2 separate regions of the Mus musculus genome follow, and region 2 is linked to region 1. A link is a contact called in public ChIA-PET data. All regions are on one chromosome and are shown on one strand. The core of a region is the stretch at or near the end of the contact, and the rest is flanking DNA. Distances in the headings are between cores, read along the strand shown. Region 1 holds the start of Dennd6a (DENN/MADD domain containing 6A). Region 2 holds the start of Tasor (transcription activation suppressor).

What was found. ChIA-PET counts read pairs in DNA pulled down with a chosen protein or histone mark.
Region 2: a contact with region 1 is called in an RNA polymerase II ChIA-PET map of memory CD8 T cells, with 6 read pairs. The contact joins the promoter of Tasor here to the promoter of Dennd6a in region 1. A contact is called at or near these places in 2 of 39 promoter capture datasets (cranial neural crest and pre-B cells) and 1 of 115 datasets of contacts at active chromatin or transcription factors (memory CD8 T cells).

What each region holds. Positions count from the first base shown.
Region 1 is chr14:26,577,904-26,580,826 of GRCm38.p6, forward strand. It overlaps Dennd6a (DENN/MADD domain containing 6A), which reads left to right and starts at 1,647. Exons shown (of 20, transcript NM_001134465.2): 1 at 1,647-1,959. The coding sequence starts at 1,732.
Region 2 is chr14:27,427,080-27,430,162 of GRCm38.p6, forward strand. Tasor (transcription activation suppressor) reads left to right here and starts at 1,755. Exons shown (of 24, transcript NM_001114879.2): 1 at 1,755-2,305. The coding sequence starts at 1,990. Gm52095 (a long non-coding RNA gene) reads right to left here and starts at 1,548. Exons shown (of 4, transcript XR_003951011.1): 1 at 1,463-1,548.

The DNA.
Region 1 (2,923 bases), core at 397-2,896:
CTTCAGTACCCATACATACATACATACATACATACATACATACACATATATGCATACATACATACATATAGGCAAAACACTCATATATATAAAAGAAAAATGATAAATACATCTTTAAGAAAGTCTTCAGCATTCATTACTACTCAAGTTTGAGAATACTTGACCATCAAGAGATGGATCATTTCTTGATGGTCAAGAATTTTTATGTGTTTTAATGTTGTTTGCTTGCATTCATGTCTGTGCACCACACACACTCCTGGTGCTCTTGGTGATGAGAAGAGGACATTAGATCCCCTGGAACTGGAGTTACAAACCACCATGTGGGTGTTGAGAATTGAACCTGGTCCTTTGCAAGAGCAGCAAGCGCTCCTAACCACTGAGCCATCAGTTGGAGCCCCAGCTTTGTTCTATGTAAAATAGAAACAGTAATATCACTGCCTTTTGAGGCCGTGGAAAGGCATGGGAATGGGTTTTGATAAATCCATTGTATGTTATCTATCATCTTTTACACACTTTCCTATTGGGTATTACCACGTTTTCTAATTACTTTTTTTTTTGTTTTGTTTTGTTTTTTGAGACAGGGTTTCTCTGTATAGCCCTGGCTGTCCTGGAACTCACTTTGTAGACCAGGCTGGCCTCGAACTCAGAAATCTGCCTGCTTCTGCCTCCCGAGTGCTGGGATTAAAGACATGTGCCACCACGCCCGGCTCTAATTACTTTTGATGAATAAATCCTAGCAGGTGCTGAAAAAAAAATCCTACTTAGTCGTATCATGCTATGCCAATAATCAATAGCAATTCACCAGGGCAGATGTTTCTTGAGTGCCCAGCCTAGAGCTGTCTTGACTTCTTAACAAAGGTAGCTTGAAACCAGGCCCTTCCTCCAGTGTTCAGATAGCATGGTCCAAAGGTGACTGACCAACCCGAGATTCCAAGAAAGTCTGCATATGCGTAAGAGTTGAGAGAGTCCGCCAGACCAATAAAGATGGGAGCTGCCTTGGTAGGGAGGGTATTCGGAGAGTTAAAGTACACATCTCTATCAGGGGACTGCAGGAGTGAACACAGGCTTGCCTTAGAGTTCTTATACTTGCTGGGCTAGTCACGAAGCCTCTCCGAACTTCAGTTCCCTTATCTGTGAAGACAAATTAGCCAGAGGTGGTGGCCCATGCCACTAAACCCAGAATCTTGGGTAGCTGTGGTAGGAGTACCATGAGCTAGAGGCCAGTTGGGACTATGTAAGGCATAGCTAAAAAAGAAAAGAAAGTCCTACCCAACACTTAACAAACAATAGTGTTCACCATAATGATATGTTTAATAAGAGTTAATAGGTGTATTTGAACTTAGCATATCAACTGTCACAGAGTAAAAGTTTAATTAAACTACTGTTAACCACTATGTTTTAGTAACACTTTAATAATGAACTGGGTCGTTCCAAGAATAATTCATTGCTGTATTGTTGTGGATCTGAGATGACGATTCCTGAGCCACTGTTTGAGTTTAGAGAACTGTAAAACCAGCAGGCCAGTCTGAGCGAGCAGCAGAGATAGCCGCGGCTTGTAGGGAAACCACTGAACCCCCCGCTCCCAGGGTCACGTGCCTCGTGGCCGCGCCCCTATTCCGGGAGTCCGGAGCGGCTGCGGCAGCGGCAGCACTCGGTGCGCGTGCGCGGAGGCCTGCGCGCTCTGCGGCGCGGTCCGCAGCGGAGGCGGCTCAAGCGCCTAGGGGGTGGCGGATGGCTCTGCCGGGCCCGGCGGTCTTTGGGCCCGGTTCCCGCGGGTCGTTGGACGAGGCCGGGGCTGAGGGGCGCGAGGCGGCGGCCCTTGCGGCGGCGGGAGTCGCGCTGGAGGACGAGGAGGAGGACGATGGCCGCCGGGGCCTGCTGCGCTGGGACGGCTTCTCGGCCTGGCTACACTGCGTGTGTGTGGTGGGCTTCGACCTGGAGCTGGGCCAGGCGGTGGAGGTGAGGCCGAGCCGCACCCTGTGTCTCCACCCTTGGGCGGCCGGGTCCTGGCCGCTGCTCATCCGGGCGTGGCTCGCAGCCCCTGCGCGGCTCAGCTGGGCGGTGCTTCTCGACCCTTCGGTGGGAGGATCGTGGGCTGCGGCTAGGGGTGAAAAGTTCTTTGTAGGCCCCTCCTAAATACTTGTTGATGTTCCTCTTTAAAAAAACAAAACAAAAAACCAGCGATAACTGGAGGGTAGTGGCACCCAGAAAAGCCTACAGCAGACAGGATGTTTGCTTGGAACTTTCAAGAAAGGAACAATACCCCCTGACATATGTGAATTACAGTAGCCAAACGTGCACGTCCAATCATGTGGGCTGACTGACTGTATTGTCAATTGCGCTAACTCGTAGATCGGTCCACTGAGTCCAAGTCAAAATGCTTAGCATGCATTCTCTCCCTTTTCTCTGTTCCCCATTTCTCTGTGAAATGTCGTTGGGTTCCCATTCCCTCCAAGTCTCTCCCTAGCATTGCAAACAGAATTCAAGGCCTTCTGAAAACTAGGCAAGCTGTCCCCACACCCCTCTCCCGACCCCTGCTGTTTCTTAATACTGATTCTGTGACAATTCCCAGAAACCTAATGTCAGTGGAAAAATTGTTGGCTTATAAATCTGTTAGATATCATAACATCTTACCTAAAAGACCTTTGAATCTCACTCATTTTTGCCATCACTTTGCATCTTTTTTTTTTGTTGTTGTTTGTTAGCATAAAAGATTTGTCTTATTTATCCAAGTGAAAAGTTACTAGAAAGGCATTAGAAAGGTGTATGTCCCGAAGTTTTTGGTATTTTGTTATTGTTCTTTTGGCATCGGTGAAAGATTCTAATCTTATTCTGATTTGGTTGGTCTGGTTGTTCCAAACGAGAAACTGCTGCATCTTTGTCTTTTGTATCGTTACATAGTTCATTTAAATATTGAGTTTTT
Region 2 (3,083 bases), core at 505-3,004, 850 kb after region 1:
TCTCAACTTGGGCTACATTCTTGGCCCTCTCCTGTTTTATTTTATTTGATACAGGGGTCTTACTGTGTAGTCCAGGCTGACCTTGGACATGTATAACTCCTCTTACCTCTTCCCCCTGAGGGCTGGGAATAGGTATGTGCCATCAAGCTCATCCTCCCCAGTATGAAAAAGTGACTAAAATAGTGTAGGAGTTTTTCTAAACCTTCCCTTTTCTTTCACCATTCAAAAAAGGAAAGTTTTAAAATGTACTTTTTACCTTAGCCTCTAATCCCCAGGTAGCCCAGGATGACCTTGAATTTCTCTCTTGCTTCTACCTTCCCAGGGGTGTGCCACCATGCTCAGTTCATTTGGTGCTGGTAGATTAAAACCTGGACTTTGTATATGTTAGGCAATCTCCGTGAACTCAGCTAAATCCCAAGCACCTACCCTGTTTACTAATAACTGATTTACATACACTTTTCCTTGATTTGGTTCACAGAGGTGCAGGTTTTACACTACACACGATGCCAAACAATGGATGCTTATCCCAGATCCTCTGCTGCTCTTGGAGAGCTCTTCAAGTACCAATCACTTGACAGAGGCTGTGGCTCTTTTGCAGTTTATTATCTTGGCCTAACAATTCCTTCAGTAATATTGAGGTGTTGGGGGACAAAGACCTGGGCGTCCTGCTGCTGTTGCTTAGAGATCTTGAGTAAAAAGTATCCCGTGTTTCTTCATCAAATGCATTATTGGGCCGGAGCTGCTTGAAAACTAGGCCTTAGGCTGTATAAATACTTTGGATGAAATTAGACCTGGCTTTTGTCATCTCAATTTGCCTAAATTTCAACATTTAAATTGTGCAAAAGCATCTACTTGGTATCTGTTGTGAGAATGTGTCTATACAGATGGTAACTCAGAACCCCTTACCTAGAAAGAAACTATTGAAAGGCCCTCCCTTCATTTCACTATCAAATTGTTTTCTTCTAGGTGGTCGAACATTCTTCTAGGTGTGCGAGCATTCGTGCCTCCCATCATTAGGTTGTAAATTGTGCGGAAGAATCCCAAATATTGAATGTTTGCTTATGTAGTGCTTTGGTCTGGAGTACGACCAGTGCTCGTGATCTACTGGGAAAGCAGAAAGTCTGGATGGAATAGGATGTTATCACCCTGCTTATCACTGGAGGCCATTTTCTTATCTCTCTTCACTGCCTTTCTTATTGTTTGTTTATAGTCTTTATGCATATAGGTGGCTTGCCTGCATTTATGATAGAGCACCACACGTATACCTAGTGCCCTCCGAGGCCAGAAAAGGACTTGGATTCTTTGAAGTGACTAACTGCTGGTTGAGTTGTCCTATGTCGGCTGGAGCTCGAATTCTGGTCCTTTGGAAGATCAGCTCAGAGCAGACCGATCACACGACCAGGATCAGCCAATTATGTGCCGGGTTTGGTCCACAGACCTCCGGAGGAAAGAAGGTGCTTACTTGCAAGAGTACTGTCCGAAAGACGTCCTCTGGGCTTGCCTCCGTCAAACGCAGTGCGGAGAGGGCAGGGCCCAGGAATCCGCAGAATGCTGCCAAGCCCAAGCCCTCACTCTGAAGCGATGGCGTCGACGCTTTCCCCGGGCGTGGCACTCTCCTCTTTTGGCGGGCTCGGCATCGCGAGGCTCCGCCCTCCTGGAACGGTCTCTCTGCAGTCGCGGAGGCGGGCTCTGCATTTCTATTGGTAGAGCGGGTCCGCCGAGGCCCCGCCCCCTCCCGGGCCCGACGCGAGCACGTTGGGTAGCCAGGGCCGGTTGAAAAGCCGCCCGAATCCGGAGCAGCTCCCGGGGCGAGAGGCACGCTTAGGGCCGCGGTGGCGGTTAAGAGGCGTCTCTGTGGCTGGAGTGCGGTCCCCGGGGGCGGAGGGGCCGGGTGGGCCGAGACCTCGGCGGCCTGGCCCGCCGCCCTTCCTCCCCTACGCCCGTCGACCTTGTGGGCGGAAGCTCCCTGGAGCGCCTCACGCCCGCGCGATGGCGACTGCCGCGGAGACGGAGGCCCCTTCGACGGACGCGAGCTGGAAAAGCCGCGGCGGCGGCGGCGGAGACGACGGGATGAAGCCAGCGCTTCCGGAGCTTGAGTCCTCCCTACAAAATGGCGGCGGCGACGGCGGCGGCGGCGCGGGGCCTGAGGAGACCGCGGCAGCTGAAGCCGCCCGGAGCTACGGCCACGAGCAGCCTCAGCAAACCTCCGAAGCGGCCGCGGCCGCTCTGCCCAAAGGCGCCGAAGAGCCGGAAAGGCCTTTTAGGCGGAGTTTTCAGATCCCCAGGAAGAGCAGAGAAAAGAAAGGTGGTGCCTCCCCTTCCTCCCACCCCCTCTCTCGCTTCCCTCCCCCTCCATCTTTTTCATTAAGACCTCTCTGTCTCCTCTCCCCACACCCATCCGAGACACGTAAACACGCACGCAAGCGCCAGCAGCCTCTCCGCTCACGGCCACGGCCGCCCAGCCGCCCTTGGTGCGAGAGGATAGGGTGGAACCACGCTCCGCCGCTCCCCCTCTCCCCGTGGAAGTTGGAAGTAGCTCAGGTTTGAAGCGTTTCCATAAGGCTGCGGCTCCCCGAGCGGAAAGATGGTGCTCGGTGCCCCTCTTTTCCCCCAAGCCCCGAAGGCAGAGAAGCTGATGGTGGCCTCCTAAAGATGCTTCTGAGAAGTCTGCTTGTGGAAGTAGCCTGTGGCCATGGATTCTGAGGCTTTCTCCAAGGCCACTGCGTTCTAAGGACAAGTGTTTCTCACTGTGGAAATTCTTCAGCTCTGTGTGTCTACTTGAAATGTGCTCGATGTCAGCGTCTTCTATTTAGAAAACTCTCCATTAGTATATGCGCTCCATGCAGTTTTCCATCACACTTCATTTCCATGTAGTTTTTTTTTTTTTTTTTTTGGAAAAGCATTAGCTTACGTAGGTTCTTCTGTATAACTTCCAAGCCTAGAATGACTTTTCTTAAACGATTATAGGAACAGTTGGGTTGCTTACTTTTTGAGATCTTAGTGCCATATTGTAAAACGTACACTTTTTTTTTTCTTAGAGTAGGTTTTGACTGTCCGATAATTTGGAATTTTCTGGATTTGAC